Linked DNA regions of Sus scrofa: all the other regions are linked to region 1. A link is a contact called in public HiChIP or PLAC-seq data. All regions are on one chromosome and are shown on one strand. The core of a region is the stretch at or near the end of the contact, and the rest is flanking DNA. Distances in the headings are between cores, read along the strand shown. Region 1 overlaps PEAK1 (pseudopodium enriched atypical kinase 1). Region 2 has its middle 120 kb from the start of HMG20A. Region 3 has its middle 75 kb from the start of HMG20A. Region 4 overlaps HMG20A (high mobility group protein 20A). Region 5 overlaps HMG20A (high mobility group protein 20A). Region 6 holds the start of HMG20A (high mobility group protein 20A).

What was found. HiChIP or PLAC-seq counts read pairs in DNA pulled down with a chosen protein or histone mark.
Region 2: a contact with region 1 is called in an H3K27ac HiChIP or PLAC-seq map of alveolar macrophages. The contact joins two enhancer-like sites. A contact is called at or near these places in 7 of 47 Hi-C or Micro-C datasets (embryonic fibroblasts, fetal heart ventricle, fetal skeletal muscle and 3 more) and 2 of 2 datasets of contacts at active chromatin or transcription factors (alveolar macrophages and skeletal muscle).
Region 3: a contact with region 1 is called in an H3K27ac HiChIP or PLAC-seq map of alveolar macrophages. The contact joins two enhancer-like sites. A contact is called at or near these places in 16 of 47 Hi-C or Micro-C datasets (alveolar macrophages, embryonic fibroblasts, epiblast stem cells and 9 more) and 2 of 2 datasets of contacts at active chromatin or transcription factors (alveolar macrophages and skeletal muscle).
Region 4: a contact with region 1 is called in an H3K27ac HiChIP or PLAC-seq map of alveolar macrophages. The contact joins two enhancer-like sites. A contact is called at or near these places in 1 of 47 Hi-C or Micro-C datasets (embryonic fibroblasts) and 1 of 2 datasets of contacts at active chromatin or transcription factors (alveolar macrophages).
Region 5: an H3K27ac HiChIP or PLAC-seq map of alveolar macrophages shows a contact between it and region 1. The contact joins two enhancer-like sites. A contact is called at or near these places in 1 of 47 Hi-C or Micro-C datasets (embryonic fibroblasts) and 1 of 2 datasets of contacts at active chromatin or transcription factors (alveolar macrophages).
Region 6: a contact with region 1 is called in an H3K27ac HiChIP or PLAC-seq map of alveolar macrophages. The contact joins the promoter of HMG20A here to the enhancer-like site in region 1. A contact is called at or near these places in 1 of 5 promoter capture datasets (liver), 5 of 47 Hi-C or Micro-C datasets (brain, embryonic fibroblasts, fetal heart ventricle and 2 more) and 2 of 2 datasets of contacts at active chromatin or transcription factors (alveolar macrophages and skeletal muscle).

What each region holds. Positions count from the first base shown.
Region 1 is chr7:57,238,453-57,241,401 of Sscrofa11.1, forward strand. All of the region lies in intron 5 of PEAK1 (pseudopodium enriched atypical kinase 1), which reads right to left. Among named protein-coding and RNA genes, the nearest start is that of TSPAN3, 52 kb to the left of the region's middle. Within about 2 kb of position 1,514, at least 7 of the 83 cell types and tissues checked have an H3K27ac peak or open chromatin away from gene starts, as enhancers often do. A contact at or near this core is called in alveolar macrophages, retroperitoneal adipose tissue and skeletal muscle, where this site is marked.
Region 2 is chr7:57,623,347-57,626,295 of Sscrofa11.1, forward strand. No RefSeq gene overlaps it. Among named protein-coding and RNA genes, the nearest start is that of HMG20A, 120 kb to the left of the region's middle. Within about 2 kb of position 1,480, at least 25 of the 83 cell types and tissues checked have an H3K27ac peak or open chromatin away from gene starts, as enhancers often do. A contact at or near this core is called in alveolar macrophages, where this site is marked.
Region 3 is chr7:57,577,725-57,580,673 of Sscrofa11.1, forward strand. No RefSeq gene overlaps it. Among named protein-coding and RNA genes, the nearest start is that of HMG20A, 75 kb to the left of the region's middle. Within about 2 kb of position 1,562, at least 64 of the 83 cell types and tissues checked have an H3K27ac peak or open chromatin away from gene starts, as enhancers often do. A contact at or near this core is called in alveolar macrophages, retroperitoneal adipose tissue and skeletal muscle, where this site is marked.
Region 4 is chr7:57,554,055-57,557,003 of Sscrofa11.1, forward strand. It overlaps HMG20A (high mobility group protein 20A), which reads left to right. Exons shown (of 11, transcript XM_021099019.1): 6 at 407-539; 7 at 2,006-2,037. Among named protein-coding and RNA genes, the nearest start is that of HMG20A, 51 kb to the left of the region's middle. Within about 2 kb of position 1,442, at least 2 of the 83 cell types and tissues checked have an H3K27ac peak or open chromatin away from gene starts, as enhancers often do. A contact at or near this core is called in alveolar macrophages, where this site is marked.
Region 5 is chr7:57,531,862-57,534,810 of Sscrofa11.1, forward strand. All of the region lies in intron 2 of HMG20A (high mobility group protein 20A), which reads left to right. Among named protein-coding and RNA genes, the nearest start is that of HMG20A, 29 kb to the left of the region's middle. Within about 2 kb of position 1,495, at least 3 of the 83 cell types and tissues checked have an H3K27ac peak or open chromatin away from gene starts, as enhancers often do. A contact at or near this core is called in alveolar macrophages, where this site is marked.
Region 6 is chr7:57,502,562-57,505,510 of Sscrofa11.1, forward strand. It overlaps HMG20A (high mobility group protein 20A), which reads left to right and starts at 1,487. Exons shown (of 11, transcript XM_021099019.1): 1 at 1,487-2,009; 2 at 2,421-2,564. It also overlaps a transcript of PEAK1 not described here.

The sequences.
Region 1 (2,949 bases), core at 264-2,763:
GCTCTACCATAAGTTATTAAATTGTTTACTTAATATCAGGCACTTTGTTTCCAATTTGGGGCAGTGCTAAAATTCTAGAGGGTTGTAACATTTAGTAGCTTTCTCTCATAATCTTAAGAAAAGATGTTTATGTCTTTGAAGAAATGAGCAAGAAAATAATCTAAGTGCAGAGCTTATCAAAATATGCTCAAGACTAGTACCTAATATTAAAGAATGATAGTGACCAAGAGAATGTTGAGAAGTAATTTTTCCATTATTAATAACAACAATGCATTCTCTTACATGTACTTCACAGTTTATAAAAGCAGTTTCACTACATAAACACATATGCATATAAACCTCTAATGAGGGAGGTAGGTACAGCAGCGAGTATCCATTCATGTGAAAAGGGAGAGGTTATGTGACTTGCTTGGGAATATACAACAACAGATTCAGAATTTGGACCCATTAAGCTGACTCCAAAGCTACTTTTCTGTTTTCTTTCTTTCTTTTTTTTTTTTTTCCTTCTTCTGGCTATACCCATGGCACGTGGAAATTCCTGGGCCAGGGACTGAATCCACACCACAGCAGTAACCTGTACCACAGCTGTGAAAATGCTGGAGCCTTAACCTGCCAGGCCACCAGGGAACTCCCAAATATACCTTTTCTTATTTTATGTTGTGATGTCTTTTAGTTTAAGACCAACAAAAATAAAGCTATTCACATTGAATGAAAAACCAAATAAAGCTATGGACTGAACTTGTCTTCCCAAGATTCATAAGTTAAAGCCCTGACCCCCCCCAATGTGCATACTCTCTCCCCCACCCTCCCCACCCCTGGCATGTCTCACACCAGGAAGAGAATCTTCTCCCTTTGCAGTCTACAGAAATGGGAGAAAATAAACCCTATTATTCATTAGTCATCCAGTTTATCGTATTTTGTTATGGCAGCTCAAGCAGACTAAGATGAAGATTTTGTTACTGAGAAGTGGGGTATTGCTTTAACAAATAACCAAAAATACAGAAGAAGCTGCTTTGGAATTGGGTAGAAGATGGAAGAGTTTTAAGACACCTGAGAGAAAAAGCCTAGATACCCCTGAATAGACTGTTGCTAGAAATATGAACACTAAGGGTGATTCTAGTGAAGTCTCAGATAGAAATGAGGAACACATCAGAAACTAGAAAAAAGATGAACTTTCTTATAAAATGGCAAAGAACTTGGCTAAATGGTGCTCTTGCATTTTGTGAAAGGCAGAACTTGTAAGCTATGAAACTAAATATTTAGCTGAGAGATTTCTAAACAAAATGTTAAAGGAATGGCTTGTTTCTTCCTAACTGCTTATAGTAAAGGGCAAAGGGAGAGAGAAGAGTTGAAGGAATTGTTGGACAAAAAGGAATCAGAGCTTGAAGATTTGAAAACTCTCAGCCTATCCATATTGTAAAAAACGAGAAAGCTTGTTCTAAAGAGAATACTAAGGGTGTGGCTGAATAACCACTTGATAAAGACATCAGAGTGTGACTCATGGACTTAATCAGCCATCTCAGCAGAAGCCAGAAATAGAGGTGGGATTATACCAGCAAAGGCACTGTCAGTTTGAACTAAAGGGACAGAGAAAGCTGGGTGGAATGAAGGAAGGCTGTTGGACTTCTTGGATGCTTGAGGACTGGACCATAGAGCTATTTATCTGTGAAAGAGAACTATTCTTTAAGGAAAGGGAAGCATGACCCTGAAGACATTCTAGATATTCAAGGGCTGCTACTCCCACCACAGGCCCAGGGCAAGGCAGTTTCCTTTTCTGTTTAGAAGGGTAGGGATGCTTCTCCAGATTGGGAAGGCCAAGCGTGACCCTGCCCTGGCAGTGAGCCATGTGGGTGGGCCCTTACGAAAAGCCAAAGATCAAGGGGCCCAGCAGAGCCACATGGTTGATGCTGCCACTCCAGTGGGCCTGGAGGACAAAATACTGAATCAAAGAGGATTATTCCTGAGCCTCAGTATTTAATGGAATTGGCCTTGTAAGGTTTTGGAATTGGCCTTGCAAGGTTTTGAACTTGCTTGAGACCCATCATCCCTTTCTTCCTTTTCGATTTCTCCCTTTTTAAATGGGGTTGTCCATCCTATGCTTGTCCACCACTGTATTTTGGAAGCACATAACTTGACTATTTCCCTAGGTTCACATTTGGAGAAGAAATTTGCTTTAGGATTTATCAGACCTTGAGTTTCACCCATATCTGATTTAGATGATAGTCACGTGAGACTTTGGACTTTAGAGTTGATGCTAGAATGAGTTAAGAACTCTGGGACTACTGGGATGAACTGAACATATTTTGTATGTGATAAGGATATGAATTCAATGTGGGGGGCAGGGACAGAACATTTTGGATTAAATTGTTTACCCCGCTCCTCCCAAATTCATATGTTGACATGCTAACCCCCAAGGTGATTTAACTGTATTTGGAGATAGGGCCTACAAAGAGGTAATTAAGGCTAAATGAGGCCCTGACATGGATTAGTGTCCTTATAGGAAGAGACACTAGAAAGTCCCTACCCACCTCAGCCATGTGAAGACACAAGAAGAAGGCAGCCATCTGCAAGGCAGAAAGAGAGCCCCCCACTAGAAACTAAATCAGCTAGAACCTTGATTTTGAACTTTCCAGCATTCAGAACTATGAGAAAATTTATTTTGTTTAAGCCATCCAGTCTACAGTATTTTGTTAGGGTGGCCTGAGCAAACTCAGACAACACTCAAGGTAAAGATCATAGTACTCTTTATCACCGCAGGGTATTTGGCATTTAAGGGGTAGAATCCCTTGGCTTTCAAATTATTAAATTCTAGCAGTGACTTCCTTTTGCAACATTTTAACAGACCTTTTAGCTTCTTCAAGAGACAGTCATACCTGTTAGCCTACTCTAAATTCCCTTAGTATGGAAAGGGATATGTTAAGAAGACAAACAGTGAAAAGTTATGTGAGC
Region 2 (2,949 bases), core at 230-2,729, 380 kb after region 1:
CCTCCTTCTGCTTCCTCATTCCCATCCTTCCTGCTTCCCCCCACCTGTAGAGATGGTGCTGGAAGGCTCCCCTCCAACCCCGAGCCAGCTGGGCAACCCAGCCAAGCCCCCTGGCCTTTCTGGGTTGCTAATCAGCCAATGATCACAGTCTGTACTTTCTGCCTGCCTGAGGGAGTGGGTACTGCAACTCCAGGACCCAGACCATGTTCCTGGGAAGACTGTCAGGCCGGGCTCTCAGTGCACCCCAGGCACAAAGCCGATGACTATAGAGAAGAGAGTAGACTTAACAGTTAAAGGGAATTTCTCCTTCTCAGTGCTGTTTGAGGTAGTGAGCTTCCCAGAGTTGGAGGCATCCAAGAAGAGGCATTTCCTGTGCTGGTATGGTGCAGGGCAGTGAGCCCTCACTTGGACGGGCTTGAGAAGGAAGTCAGGGAGGGCTCACCCATGTTTTCCCCCACTCTCCTTTTTATCCTCATTTCCTTTCCCCCAACCCCTGACTTGCCAGAACCCTTTAGTGACTCAGCCACTCCCTGGCCCCTGCCCTCCCAGAAACTCCGCCTTTCTCAGCAGGACCCCAGAGAGGGCAGATGGCACTAAGGTGGGGTTTCCCAGGCAGGTCATCCACCCACAGGGCAAGCCCCAGGCTCAGCACAGCTGCTTCAGAGGGGACACCCCAGGGGCCCCATGGAGCCGGGCGGTATGCACCCAACCCCCCACCCCCCACCATGGCCCTAAACACCCAGCCTCCCCGCCAGCCTCCTCAGATCAACATCCATGGCCAACCTGAGGCCCAGGCCCCTCATCACCTCCCTGGGGTCGCATCCCGCTGCTGCCCGCGTAACCCATGCTCCAGCCATACCAAACTCACCATGTACTTGGCCTGTTCTTACTCTTCTCTCCCTGCCTGGAAAGGCTCTTCTCTGCCCTTTGACTCTGCTCAGAGGTCACCTCCCTCAGGAAGCCTGCCCTGACAGCCCCTCCACTCTGCCTCTGCTGGGGTACCCAGCCCTCTGCTTGCTGCCTTACAGCTCCTTCTCCCACTGAGTGCCCACTACCTGTTCCCGCTTTGTCTTTCTCATTGGGCCTCAGTTTCCCTCTTCTCCGATGTGAGAGGGACAGGCCCAGGGTCTTTGAGGATCCTCTGGCTGCTGAGGGCGACTAAGCCTGGGCTGTTAGATAGCCAAAGAGGACAGCCTGCGTCAGCTTTGCCCGCCTCACCCTCCACCCCATCCCCTCTGAGTTTCAGGACCTGGGTGTGACTCACTCACTGTCCGGCCCTCGCTCAGTCCTTCTCCGAGGCCTCAGTGCCTCATCTGCTAAATGGGAAGAATAACTGCTGACACCTGCCTCTTCAGGCCCCGTGAATCCTGAGGCTGGCAGACCAAACATCTCTGACAGCATCAGCCATAACCCAGGCTGACACAGGGAACAGCTCTGGCTTGGCCGCCGCCCCCTTCCGGACAGCCCAGGCCTTGGGCTCAGGGGTCCCTGGGGCTCTGCTGCCCTCCAGTGGCTGGAGGCCCCTGGGCACTTAGAACCGGTGAGCTTCTGGCTAATTCATCTGGCATCTGACTCAACCTAAGACAGAGGGAGACGCCAAGGCCCAGAGGTGGAAGGGACCTGTTGTTGTTGGAGGTCAAGCAGCAAGTCGGGGGCAGTTTCTGGACCAGAACCTGGACCTCCTGGCTCCCAGCACTTCCAAGCCCAGGGCGGGTCTGTTCCTCTTGCATCAGACTGACAGAAGAGGGAGCCGCTACCTCACCTGCCCAAACTGCCTCACCCGGGGCGCAGTGGGGGGGACCCCAAGTGTGGTTGGCTCCACCCTGCCAGTCTCTCTGAAAAGGGTTCGTCCTGCCGACCCAGGGGTCATCCCCAACTGGGGCTGGGGGTGGCCTGTAACCGCTGGGAGGGGTGCCTTAACCCCCTCCCTCTTGATTAATCAAATACTTAAAATAATGGCCTCAGTCATGATTGATGGACAGAGCATAGCTAATTACCCTGGAGATTAAAATGACTGTTTCTGTTTAAAAAGGCTGCAAATGAGTTAATTATTTCCTTTGCTCACCTCTCTAACCTCGTTACACTTCTAAATGAATAGCAATATTGATCTTGGAACTGATTTTGGTGTTACACCGCCCGAGCGGGTTTAATTAGGGTTTGAAAATGCTGCAGTGCCTCCTCCTTCTGACCGAGGAAATTAGCCTTGGGTTTTACTTACATTTCACAGCCGTGTCCTCACAGACAGAAGGGCTGGAACACCGGACAGTGATGCCTGATGCCCGCCAGCCCCTGTCCTGCCCTGGCTCCCAGCACCCTCCCACCCAGAGCAGCACTAACCATCTCCTGCCTGTCGCCTCTCAGGAAGATGTGGCAGCAAGGTCATTGGAGTCAGCTAGTTTAGCCTCTTCTGGTCACACTTGGGGGCTTGGGGGTTCAGACATGAGAAGGAAGGGCCTGGCATCACTTAGTGAGGTGGGGGCACGTCTGGGACCAGAAACTCTCACGAATTCCCAGCTCTAGACCTTGATGGCTCCCTGGCTAAATAAATACATCTTCTCTAGATCCCTAAAGAGCCCCCGTTTTCAGCTCTCCTAGGACCACATGGAACAAAGGCTGCCAGCAGGAATGAAGGTCGGAAACACAGGAGGAGCAGGGGCAGGGGACCAGGAGCCCTACCCTGGTTGATTATGATATGTTGCTACAGGCAAGACAGCCAGGGGGCTGTGGGACAAAAGCAGCACTGCATTCAAGCCATGGGGACAGTAGGAGCCCAGCGTTCATAGCTGATCTGCCCAGGGAAATCTAGGGGCCAGGTCATGTGCCCGACCTGATCAGCAAGGAAGGGATGTAGATTTGAGAATGAGAGACTCCTGACTGAACCTGACCCCAGTCCCAGACGAGTCCTGCTCATACACCGAGTCCTGACCCTTCTCACACATGGAGCCCCGA
Region 3 (2,949 bases), core at 312-2,811, 340 kb after region 1:
CAAAAAAATATTACCAGCATGAAAGAAAATGTTTTTACCCACTGTTCTTTGTTTTTAGGCTCCCAGAAGTCTCTGGCCTAAGGATTTATGTTAAGGTGTATCATCTCCTCCTTTGATGAGAAGGAGGAAGTGCCAGGATGTAAGCCTGACCTTCCTCCCCAAAGCGCAACCCTCAGGGACTGTCAGCTAGACAGAACGCTGCCTCAGGTCCTGGATCTCACTGCACATTCCTGCCCCACTTGCTGCTCTCTGACTTCCTCTTGAAGTCCCAAGAGACAGAGGGCGGCAGGGGCAGGAAGGGAACCAGCAGGGCCTCCAAGGCCGAAACCCTTTCGATGCCTGAGCCCCAGATGATTTGCCTTGGTAGGTCGGCCTTTCTGGGCAAGAAGAGAGGGAACCTCTCAGCTCTTCCCGAATGTCCCTTTCTGCAACAGGGCAGCACAAAACAAGCCAGATCATTGTGTTCTTGGATATAAATATTGATTCTAGGTGGTGTTAACATTCCGTTCATAAAAGAATGTAACATATTTCTCCCACATCATATTAGACAGATGTGTTGTTTGGCCAAGAGAAGTCCAGAGTGCTGGCTTCTGTGGAAAAAATGTGGACATTTAAATGCATGCAGCTTTGGGAAGTCTAGGGAGCAGTCTCAGAGTAGAAGGCAGGCGCTTCCCCAGTGCCAGCTCTGCCCTCCGCCATCCAGTTTCTCCCTTCCCAGCTGCACACTGCGAGTCACACTGGCATTTCTAATCGCTTGTAATTTAGGAAGATGCTTTCTTAGAATTAGGTCTTGTTTCTCAAGAACCTGGAACTATGAGCATGCGCTGTCTTCAGGAGGCACGGAAGGGCAAGGCTTTCATTTTTTGCTTTCTTCCCCTGGGGGAAGATCTGGGGGGTCCGCTCCTCTGTTTTGTTTTTCACCTTCCACGTGGGAGGGAAGGGCAAAGGCTTTGGACCAGAGGTGGTCCTTCCAAGCATTCCACCCAGGCCTGACCAAGCCCCAAAAGACTGAGATTTGCTGGCTGCCTTGGCAAGGCGAATTCCCCACATTCCACAAGCGCTCTTGAGGGGGACATAGCATTAATGAGAAAGTGGAATTCTTGATGCGGATGCTGCTCCCTCGGTGCCAGTACATTTCACACAGACCGATCCTCGTCCAGCATTTCGTAAGAGAGTGGGAGAGCCCATTTCCAGATGTGTGAGCGCCGCGTTGACAGAGGTGCTGTCAGGAGAGCCACTGCCCTCTGCCGTCCTGGCCCGGAAGCGCCACGACGCTGGGGAAGAACCTGGGGCTTCAGAAAAAACTGGCGGCTGTCAAAATCCGCAGCGGACCCACGCCGGGGCGGAGGGGCCTGCAGCTCCTCGTTCTGCAAACATTGAGTCTGCGAGGGGCTGAATTCTAGCTGAGGCTCGCTGGCTCTCTTTATGTTTTGTGGTTGAGAACGAGCCAGAAATGGAGAGGATTTATAATGAAACCCCGGCCTCCGGCATCATCCGCTGGTGGCGTTCTGAGAAGGCGAGGAGAAGTGGGCTGGCTCCGACCCTTGAACCTGGCCAGCAGGCCCAGGCGAGGCAAACAAAGAGGGCAGCTTGCCCAAGAGGAGACCTCCCGCTGGATAGCAGCCCTGAGGCCACTCCCTCGCCTGGAAATGCGGCTCCTAGAGGCCTTGCTGGCTCCAAAGCTTCCAGCGAGGGGAAGTTGTAACTGCTCCCACTCAGGCCTGCTGGCATCTCCAAGGGGCCTCTAGTCCTGGCACCGCGGAGAGCCTGGCTCAGCTTACAAGCTGAGACCCAGCTGCCGCCCCCTCCACCCCACCACCCACCGCCTGCCAAGACTGCGGCTCAGCAGCAGGCCCAGGGTCAGGCTTGCTGCTGAAGTGTGTGTGTGTGTGTGTGTGTGTGTGAGAGAGAGAGAGAGAGAGAGAGAGATGGTGAAAGATAGGGTGGAGATATTCAGGTGGAGGTCAGAGGGAGGTTGGGGAACCAAATTCCTTGGACAACCTTGCAGTTTTGGAAAAAGACACGAAACAATCAGTTTTTGTTTTTTGGAAGGTTTTTTTTTTTTTTTTTTTTTTGTAAATGGATCTCCTCCCTATTGGGAGAAGAAAAACCCAACCCGCCAAACAAACCCCTCACAACAATGCCCTTCTCTCTCTGGGACCAATTTCCAGACTGCACAGCAGTCCTGACAAGGTCAACAAGCTGGAGCTGTAAGCGGAAGATCTTTATCTATGTGGGAAATAGGAAAATCATTTGACTGATAAAAGGAAATACAATAAATAGCATCTAAATTCCTGGCTGCATTCCCCGGGGCCCCTCCTCTGCTGGAGAAAGTGCGGAGGGGCAGGAATACATGTGCTGCTCCAGCATGTTTAAAAATAGCATACAGCACACAGCCCTTTCTTACCTTCCAGAAAGACTTCATTACCGGATCCTCAGCCCTGAGCCTGCAGAGCTGCTGCCGGCGCTTTCTTCTCCCCGAGCTAGATTTTTCTTTTTTGGAAACGTTAAGGCAGTGCGTGTGATACATTTTACTCACGGGCCAGCTCCTGCTCAGCTAGTTTCAATCTGGGCACGTCTCAAGCTCACGTTGAAAGTCCATTGTATTTAATGGGGTGTTAACTCTGTTTATTCTCTGGGACTTGTGCAGTAATTTTACACTCTGCAAAACTAGCAACTTGAACTTGAAGTGGTGTGCCTCTCTCCCCATCCCCACCCTCATGGACCTCAGTCCCCAGGCACCTTTGGCCTTGACTCCCAGGTTTCCTTCAGCCCAGGTGGCTAAATGAGGTCTGGATGGAGCCAAGAAACCTGGGTTCACAGCCACTGCAGCCACTGGTTAGCATGGGTCTCTTCCTCTCTTGGAGACTCAGTTTTCTCATCCGTAACCTGGGGATTTTAATCCACCCTATATACCTTAACAGGCTGTTGAGATGCAGTAATGTCATA
Region 4 (2,949 bases), core at 192-2,691, 320 kb after region 1:
GATAAAGACACAAAGTAATATTCCATCCTTTCCCCTGGGAAGATTAATTGTGCCTATGTGGTGTTTAGTCTTCTTGAGGATTCTAGTGGCCATGTGTAGTTCTATCTATAGGATTAGAGGAAGAACTATAATCATGTTCTTGTGAATTTTTTATGAGAGTGATCTCAGTAGAACTTGTCTTCAATAAGTTAGAAAAAGCCATAAACAGTCTTAAAAGTCAGAATCACCTATTACTTTTATAATTGAGCGTTTTTTTCTGATTCACGACTTTTTTTTTTAATTCTCCCTTAAAGTTATTCCTCACGTGTACTTTTCTTTCCATGTTCTAATTGTCCTCTGTTTTCTTCACAGAGTTCATTGGTATTTTACTTCAATAAGATCTATTTCTTGAACATTTCTTTCCTAGCGCTACCTTGATGAAGCAGACAGAGATAAGGAGCGTTACATGAAGGAACTGGAGCAGTATCAGAAGACTGAGGCCTACAAGGTCTTCAGTAGGAAAACACAGGACCGTCAGAAAGGCAAATCTCATAGGCAAGGTATCAGAACCAGAACCAAATGTATCTGTAGTTTGTTTTTGCATGATGGGGTGTCACAAAGCCTACTATTAGAGTGCTAAATATAAAAGATACATTTCTCTCATTTCTCTATTATACTACATTCACTTAAAAACATCTTGGAGTTTTATTAAAATCACATCGCTCTCATTTAGAAATTTCAGTTGGTATTTCCATATCCAGTATCAATTTGGCTTGTACTCTAAGACCCCTTGTAGTTGCCCTGTGCTTTTTTTCTTATTCAGTTTAGGCATTTCTCTGCCTCTAAACAAATCTGCCTACTATGCTACATAATTGCCTTGCTTTAACACCTCTAAGCCTTTCATGTGATCATTGATGGCCTTTCACTGACCATCCTTTTAATTCACTCATTCATGTGTGCCTGTATTCAAAATATGTATTGAACACTTCCTGTTACATATCAGGAGCTAACCTAAATATTAAGGATGCAAAGGTAAACAAAACAGTCAAAACCCCCATCTTCACGGATCTTTTAGTTTCCATTAAAATTGTTCATCACAGAGTTCCTGTCATGGCTCAGCGGAAACGAATCTGACTAGCATCTATGAGGATCCTGGGTCTTGCTCAGTGGGTTAAGGATCTGTCATTGCTGTGAGCTGTGGTGTAGGTCCCAGATGTGGCTTGGATCCCACATTGCTGTGGCTGTAATGTAGGCTAGCAGCTACGGCTCCAGTTCAACCCCTAGCCTGGGAACCTCCATATGTCGAAGCTGCGGCCCTAAAAAGACAAAAAATAAAATAAAATTGTTCATCACACTCTTACAAGGATTGCTAAAAGTTCCCCTACTTGAGGAAATACTGCCAAAGCTAAGCCTGACATTACTTAGCTATTGCGTCTTCTCCTTTGGGCATCTTGCCTGCTAAACTATAATGTTGTGCAAACAGCCTTTGGCATGTATTTCCTGTCCACTCTATTCTCCTCAAAGATAAGAATGATGTCTGCTGTTTCTCATGTCTTTTTTTTTTTTTTTTTTTTTTTGTCTTTTTGCTATTTCTTGGGCTGCTCCCATGGCATATGGAGGGTTCCCAGGCTAGAGGTCGAATCGGAGCTGTAGCCACCGGCCTACTCCAGAGCCACAGCAACGCGGGATCCGAACCTCATCTGCAACCTACACTGCAACTCACTGCAACGCCGGATTGTTAACTCACTGAGCAAGGGCAGGGACCGAACCCGCAACCTCATGGTTCCTAGTCGGATTCGTTAACCACTGCGCCACGACGGGAACTCCCTCTCTTATGTCTAATTGGCTAACCTGTAAGATGGAATTCCCTTTAACTTTTGTTAACTGACTGATTAATAAAGCTATTATATTTTGAGAGCCCACATATACCAGCAGTTTTTGTAGTTTGGCACAGTCATTTGCTTGGGTTTTGTTACTGTTTTGTTTTGGTTTTCAGCTTAATATTCTTATTCTTTCATATTTTTAGATGCAGCCCGACAGGCTACTCATGATCATGAGGTAATTAACTTTCTGTCTACACGTTGTGTGTATGTGTATGATATATGTATATAATAGTGATGCTATTTGAAATGCTATTGGACCATTTTTTTAATCACAGCAGAATATTTTCTGTCCCATAATTAGGACTGGGTTAGTTGCCTTTAGCTCGAGGATGCTTAGCAAATGGCAGACACTTATGTTATGAATCTGTCCTTGAACTAAACCCCTTAACTCCAGCCCCTCTTGTGACCCAAGAATTTTATTCGCTTTAGATGCTAAAGATGGCTAGAGCTTGGAGTGAGGTGTAGAAATGAGGACCAACTAAAAGCTGTAAGCTGACTATAGATTAACATCATCAGATACTTTATTCCGACTCCCAAAAAGTTGTTACTTAGGGAATTTGGCATTTAATTTAAATGAACTATTCGACTACAGCATGTGCAGAGCACAAGTGACAGTTATCTTGGTTCCTATGCCTCCTTTCCTGCTGGCACATATTTTTCTCTGGCCTTTTCCCTTCCATTTGGTTCAGCCTCAGCAATAGGATTTAGGCCTATGTGTAGGCTACGGTTAATATATGGTTGTAAGAAATTAAATTTGTGGTAATTTCATGCTTGAAAATGCTCAATGACTCTTCATTGCTTACTAAATCATATTCAAATGTAGCAATCAGGGTTTTCTGTAATTAAGTCCCAATTTCCCTTTCCAAATACCTTAAACTCTCATAATTCCCATATGTAGTTTATGTACTTAAAAGCCTTTAATACTGGAGCTCCTGCTATGGCTCAGTGGAAAGAAATCTGACCAGCACCCATGAGGACAGAGGTTCAATACCTGGCCTTGCTCAGTGGGTTAAGGATCCAGCGTTGCAGTGAGCTGTGGTGTAGGTCGAAGATTCGGCTCAGATCCCGCATTGCTGTGGCTGTGGCA
Region 5 (2,949 bases), core at 245-2,744, 290 kb after region 1:
AAATATTTCATTGAAAACTTTTGTAACATAATTAGCAAAAATAGTTATCACATTCTTTTATTTTTGCAGAGCACATAAAGAAATAGTTATTTGATCCTCACAATATCTTTTTGAGTTAAATAGAGAAGGTATTATTAGCACCATTTAACATATGAAGGTATGGAAAGCAGTCACATAGTGCCTCTACTTGGTACTATAGTGGGTTTCTGTTCTCTGCAGAAGTACTTGCTAACCACAGCCAAGTGAGTGCATTTAATGTAGAAAGAAGAGCAAAACAAATCCTTCAGCAAATTCCTATTCCCTGGGATGTCACTGTGACTTACTGGATTAAGTAGGCTTTTGAACAGCAATAGGCAACTCTGGAAATACAAATTTTGTAGATTTTAGTAAATACACTCAACACCAATCATCTTGAGGTGATTTAATTAGTCTAGTCACTCCTCAGTTAGTTACTGCTGATATAGCTTTAAACTTGTTTTTGTTTCACCTGGAAACAAAATCAGTAGCTTGTAAACTGCTAAGATAACATCTAAGCACTTGATCTGGGTGACAGCCTAGAGGCTCTGTGTACAGGAAGGGTGAAGCCTTATCATATTGGGAAGGGTATGTAAAGGAAAAATGTTCCTGGGAAACTGGTCTTCTAGAGTTTTAAATGTGTCAAGTTTGAACTGTGTGGCTATTTTTTTTAACTTTCTGAAGTCATAAGCATTATCAGCTTTTGGATTCGAAAGCAAATATAGCAGAATAATTTTGAGTTTCTCTCATTTAAACTGCTCTGTTAAACTCAAATGTACCTATTTGTTTTGTAGGGAAAATTGTGAATTTCAAAAGCAAAATATAGTAAAACAATTCTGGGTTTCTTTCATTTGAACTTTGATGTTAAACTGAAACTGTACCTATTTGTTTTGTAAGGAAAATTGTGAATTTCAAAAGCAAAATATAGCAAAGTCTAAGTTTTAAATTTTCTTTCCATTTAAACTGTTCTGTTAAACTGCAACTGTGCCAATTTATTTTGTGAGGAAAACTGTGAATTTCATTTTATTGTTCAAAGTGGTAAAGACTATTGATGGTTTTGCCTCCCTGCAGCTAAAGGGTTTTTTTGGTTTGGTTTGTTGTTATTGTCTTCAACTTTTGGCCGAAGAAAACGTCCCCACTACCTAGAGTTCTGTTTTTCTTTTAGGAATTCTTTGTAGAAAGAGAACTTAATTTGTATCAAATTAATTGATTGATTAAAATGAAGTTGATTAAAATGAAGAACACTTTGATGGGATCTATTTCCTTTTATTACACTATAGCTTTTATAAGTGATCTCTGACTTTCCTTAAAACATCATCATTTACTTTTTAGTATTCATCAGCTTTGAAAGGGTAAAAGATTTGGGAATTATTGACTGTAACAGAAAGGAACATTCTTTCCATCTCTTCTTTGCAGTGTTGCTTCACAGCTGCAAGTTTGAGCTGAAGAAAGCAGTGTCAAACGTAGGAAAATAGAGGAACTATGTAAGGACCCTTGCCCTAGAACTGTTAACTAGTAAGTTTTTGTTTGGGTCCTCTTTCTCATATATAGACTTCCTCAGACTCCAGACTTGAATCATTTTGTTTTGGAGGTAGAAAGGAATCCTGTCTGCCTCCTTGATATGAATCTAGATTCCAAACATGTAAGTACCCTGAGCTAAGTGTTCCCTCTCAGGTTTTCCTCAGTCGGTATTTTCTGTTTCCTTCAGATGCTCTGTGAACTTATCACACTACTAAGCAGTTACCTTAGTTGGTCGCCCCATCTATTCATCTGTGTTTCTTCCCTGTTTTTCTTATATTAAATAAATAGCTTTACACACATGAGCTACTACAGCCCTTGCATTTTTTCCCACTGTTTTGCCCTTCTTCGCCCCACTAGATTATGAACTGTAAAAGGACAAAATTTCTTGTTAATCTTATTTACTTCTATGTCTTTGATGCCTAACACAGTGAACATATAATAAACTGTGAAAAGCATTGCTTTTTCAGCTTTTTTAAAACTCATTTCCCTATTTTTTTTTTTTTTTTTAAAGCCTACACCACAGCTACAGCAATGCAGGATCTGAGCCACAGCTTGTAGTAACGCTGGATCCTTAACTCACTGAGCGAGGCCAGGGATCGAACCCATATCCTCACAGATACTGTGTTGGGTTCCTAACTTGCTGAGCCACAAGAGGAATGCCTCATTTCCCTCTTGGTAAACACAAAAATCCTCTATTCTTTTTTTTTGTTTTTTTGCTTTTTAGGGCCTGACTTGAGGCATATGGAGGTTCCCAGGCTAGGGGCTGAATTGGAGCTGCCTACACCAGAGCCATAGCAACGCAGGATCCAAGCCTCATCTGTGACCTACACCACAGCTCATGGCAATGCTGGATCCTTAACCCACTGAGCGAGGCCAGGGATCAAACCTGCATGCTCATGGATCCTAGTCGGGTTCGTAAACCTCTGAGCCACAAAGGGAACTCCAAAATTCCTCTATTCTGATATAGCCTTCGTGAGAATCACCAAGAAGTGAGTGAAAAAATATACACATGTATCTTTACCAAACAAGAACATTAACTCTCTGTATTTTGTACAATTAATTACTTCTGTTTTCTAAATATAAAATAAGATTATAACATTGAATATTATTGAAAATACCTTTTCAAATATCATATGGCCTCCTAGGTGGAATATTAACTGTCTTGGCCTTCCCTTCTCCCACCTACCTCCTGTCTCAACCCTCCACCTCTGCCTCATACACGCCTAACTTTTTACTATTTCATAGTACCCCAGTGTCCCAGGAAATTATTTGGGGAAGTACCCATACCAAGGAAGTTTTATTAGATTACTTTAAGTTCTGACACTGGTGCAGAAGTTTTTTACTTCTGCAGTTATCTCTTTGTTTTACTAATAATAAAAGCAGTGCTTGAGTAGGCTGTGCAGGAAGGGCAAC
Region 6 (2,949 bases), core at 237-2,736, 260 kb after region 1:
GGCAGAAGAAAAATTGTATTAGGTTCTCTATAACAAGGACAATAAAGATGAAATCATAGTTTTCCTTTAACTTGTCACTATCCTATCCCCTCAATGCCAGTCTTCCAATAACTCCAATCCACAGCTCTCAAATTCCTAAACGGTTGTCTTAAAAAACACAACGGATTGCAAGAAAGTAACATTTAAAGGTAGAAGGGCTCCTCTTTCCCGTAGCTCTCAGTAGTTTTTTTAACGTAGTCAAAGGACGAAAAAGACCAAATCAAGCTCTCAGGCGAATGGTGCAGGCGACCGGGAGGAGGTACAGAAGGGGGCTCAGACAGCAGCTTCCCATCACGGAAGGTAAGAAAAGTTGTAAGAACGGATGAGTCAAAGGGTAAGGGAGAAACAAAACTGATCCAACAAACAATTCGAAATCCCCAAATAACCCGCATCTTAGGAGTCTTACAAACCTCAGAGCGAAGTGAGCAAAGAGCCAACGGGTTTCGTCCTGGCGCTGCTGGCCAGGCTGCTCCAGATCCTCCCGGGTTTGGAGGTGGCTGTCCGGCACACTTAGCAAGAGCAAGGGGAGTCCTTCCTGCCCCAGCCTCACAGCGTTCACTACTCTAGGCTCCACTTTCCCCAGCAGCCTTCCAGCCGCGCCCGGGGGCGTCTCTCGCCGCCAGGTCCCAACTTTCCCTCCTCTGGGGGGCGCCGAGCTACTGGGGCTGCCGCCTCCGCCGCCACCGAAAGAGGGGGCGGAGGCGGCCGGGGCGCGAGGGGGCGCGCGGCGCCGCGGGCCCCGAGGTCGGCGGGGCGCGGGGGTGGCCGCGGCCAGAGAGCCTGTGCCCGGCCGGACGCTCTGACCGCCAGAACCCCCGCAGAGGCGCCACCGGGACCCCGCGCCGCCCCGCCCGTATTCTCCCAGGTCATCGCCCTCACCCCGCAACGACCCTGGTCCCACAAGCCGGCGCGAGAGAAGGGAAGCGAGAGGACGCGGACAACTCTATCTCTGTTACCTGAGGGGCGCACAAGCCGCCGCGGTGACCACCATCGTTCGCCGTCCCGTATCCTTCCTGGTGACCGCAGCCGTCGCCGCCGAGCAACTGACACTGACTAACAACAACTAACTACTCGCCGCCGCCGAGTCCACCGCGCGCTCCCGGCTGCCCGCAGCTCGCCGCCCGCCCGGCCCACCAGCCTGCCCGCCTCCTCCCAGCCAGCTCGCCTCCCCTCCGCGCGCGCACTCGCCGCCGAGCTACTTGAACGAGCACGCGCGCGCGCACGGGCCCAAGGCCCTCTCCCTGTCTCGCTTTAGCCCCGAGGGAGGAGTCACCATGAAGCCCCTCCTCTCGCGTTCCTACCTCCAGAGGAAGAGCTCTAGAGAGAGGTCTGATTGGCTGAAGAGGGCGTGGCCAAAGGAAGAGGGCCGGACGATAAGGACTGGGAAGGGAAATTTCAGGTCTATTACGATCCTGGGAAGGGACATTTCAGGTCTATTATGGTCCAGAGGGAAAGGGGAGTGAAGTATTGTCCCTTTTCATGCCAGAGTCCCCTCGGTCGGCCTGCTGTCGAATACAGAATAGGTATCTTCAAGGACTCCAGCCTACAGTAATTAGCAATTTTAAGTCCTGATTCTTTCTGCAGGCCTTAGCAATTTTAAAAAACTACATCTCCCAGAAACCTCCGCGAAAATAAGTCTCACCTTGCGTAATCACGTAGTCTTTCGCCGCCTTTGAACAAAATAATCCCTTCATTTTTCTGAAGGTATAGGGAATAATATTTGATTTCTCTCCTCACTGGAACAGTCTTAAATGCTGCAATAAGGGAAGTTACCTATGGGAAGGTGGTTAAGCGATTAGCTAAAGGGAAGGAAAGGACATCAAAATAAAGCAGTGCGGAGGAATTTTTGTCAAGCTGTGAGACGACGGAGTGAGAAGCGTGAAGGCGATTGAGAGGGGCTCAGGGAATTGTCCTCTGTGCCAGGGACTTTCTTTAGGCCCCAGGCCCCCGCCTGTCCCTATCTTCAGCAGGTCAGTAAGCAAGGCAACCTTGGGGGTGGCCACAGTGGAGCTGCCCTTCACCCCTTGAAGATCATCCCTCTTTTGCTGTTATTATTGGTTTGTCTGTTTGAGGCCGACTAACTGGGGGCGCCTCACTTCCGGTTGGGGGAGGGGAAGAAGGCCATCCTGGGGGAGGGGGGACCGTAACTCACTTCCTGTGGGGGTAGGGTGATGGTTTGGGTGTCCAGCCCACTTTTTATGCCGGCGAGGGCTTGAAAAGGTGATGCCTGGTGCCATATGCATAGACAGTATCTTAAAGCTTTGGGATTGTGTCTTATGCGAAAAGTTAGGTTATTCCACCTAGTTGTGCTAATCACCAGGCTCCAGTCAGAATTTGAGTTTTGGTTCCACGTGTAAGATGGAAAATTTTCTCTCCAACAGAATTTCCTTAGTGCGTTCTTCAAAGAATTCGAAACCCCTTGTTAAAATTCTCTACTCATCTCTACAAGATGACATACTTTCTTGCGTGACTCATGAATTGCCCATCCCTGCTTCCCTACTGAAGTCTAACCTTGGCTGAATAAGGTATAGCGATGTTCTCTGCCATGACATACCACAGGAACTCTGTAGTTTCTCATAAGGAGGTAGTTTATTACAAGACTCAATATTTTACCTAAATTATGAAGCATTTTCACCTGACCACAGTGAAAATATCATACTGAAGTACTCAATTACTTGGTGTTACTTTAACTGATTGTGATTATCTTAAATCCTTAGTCTTGTTAATTTTAGGCAACAGGTTCTGCCCTTTGCCTTAAAACAACTTCCTCAGCTCTCACATTGCTTACATGTAACTTACTGTTTGTGAAAGTTACACTGTAGTACATTTTCCTCTCTGTCAGCACCAATTAAAAAATGGTGTCTGTGCTTTGTGGATTTAAGGCATGGTCCAAGGAACATTGAGATTAAG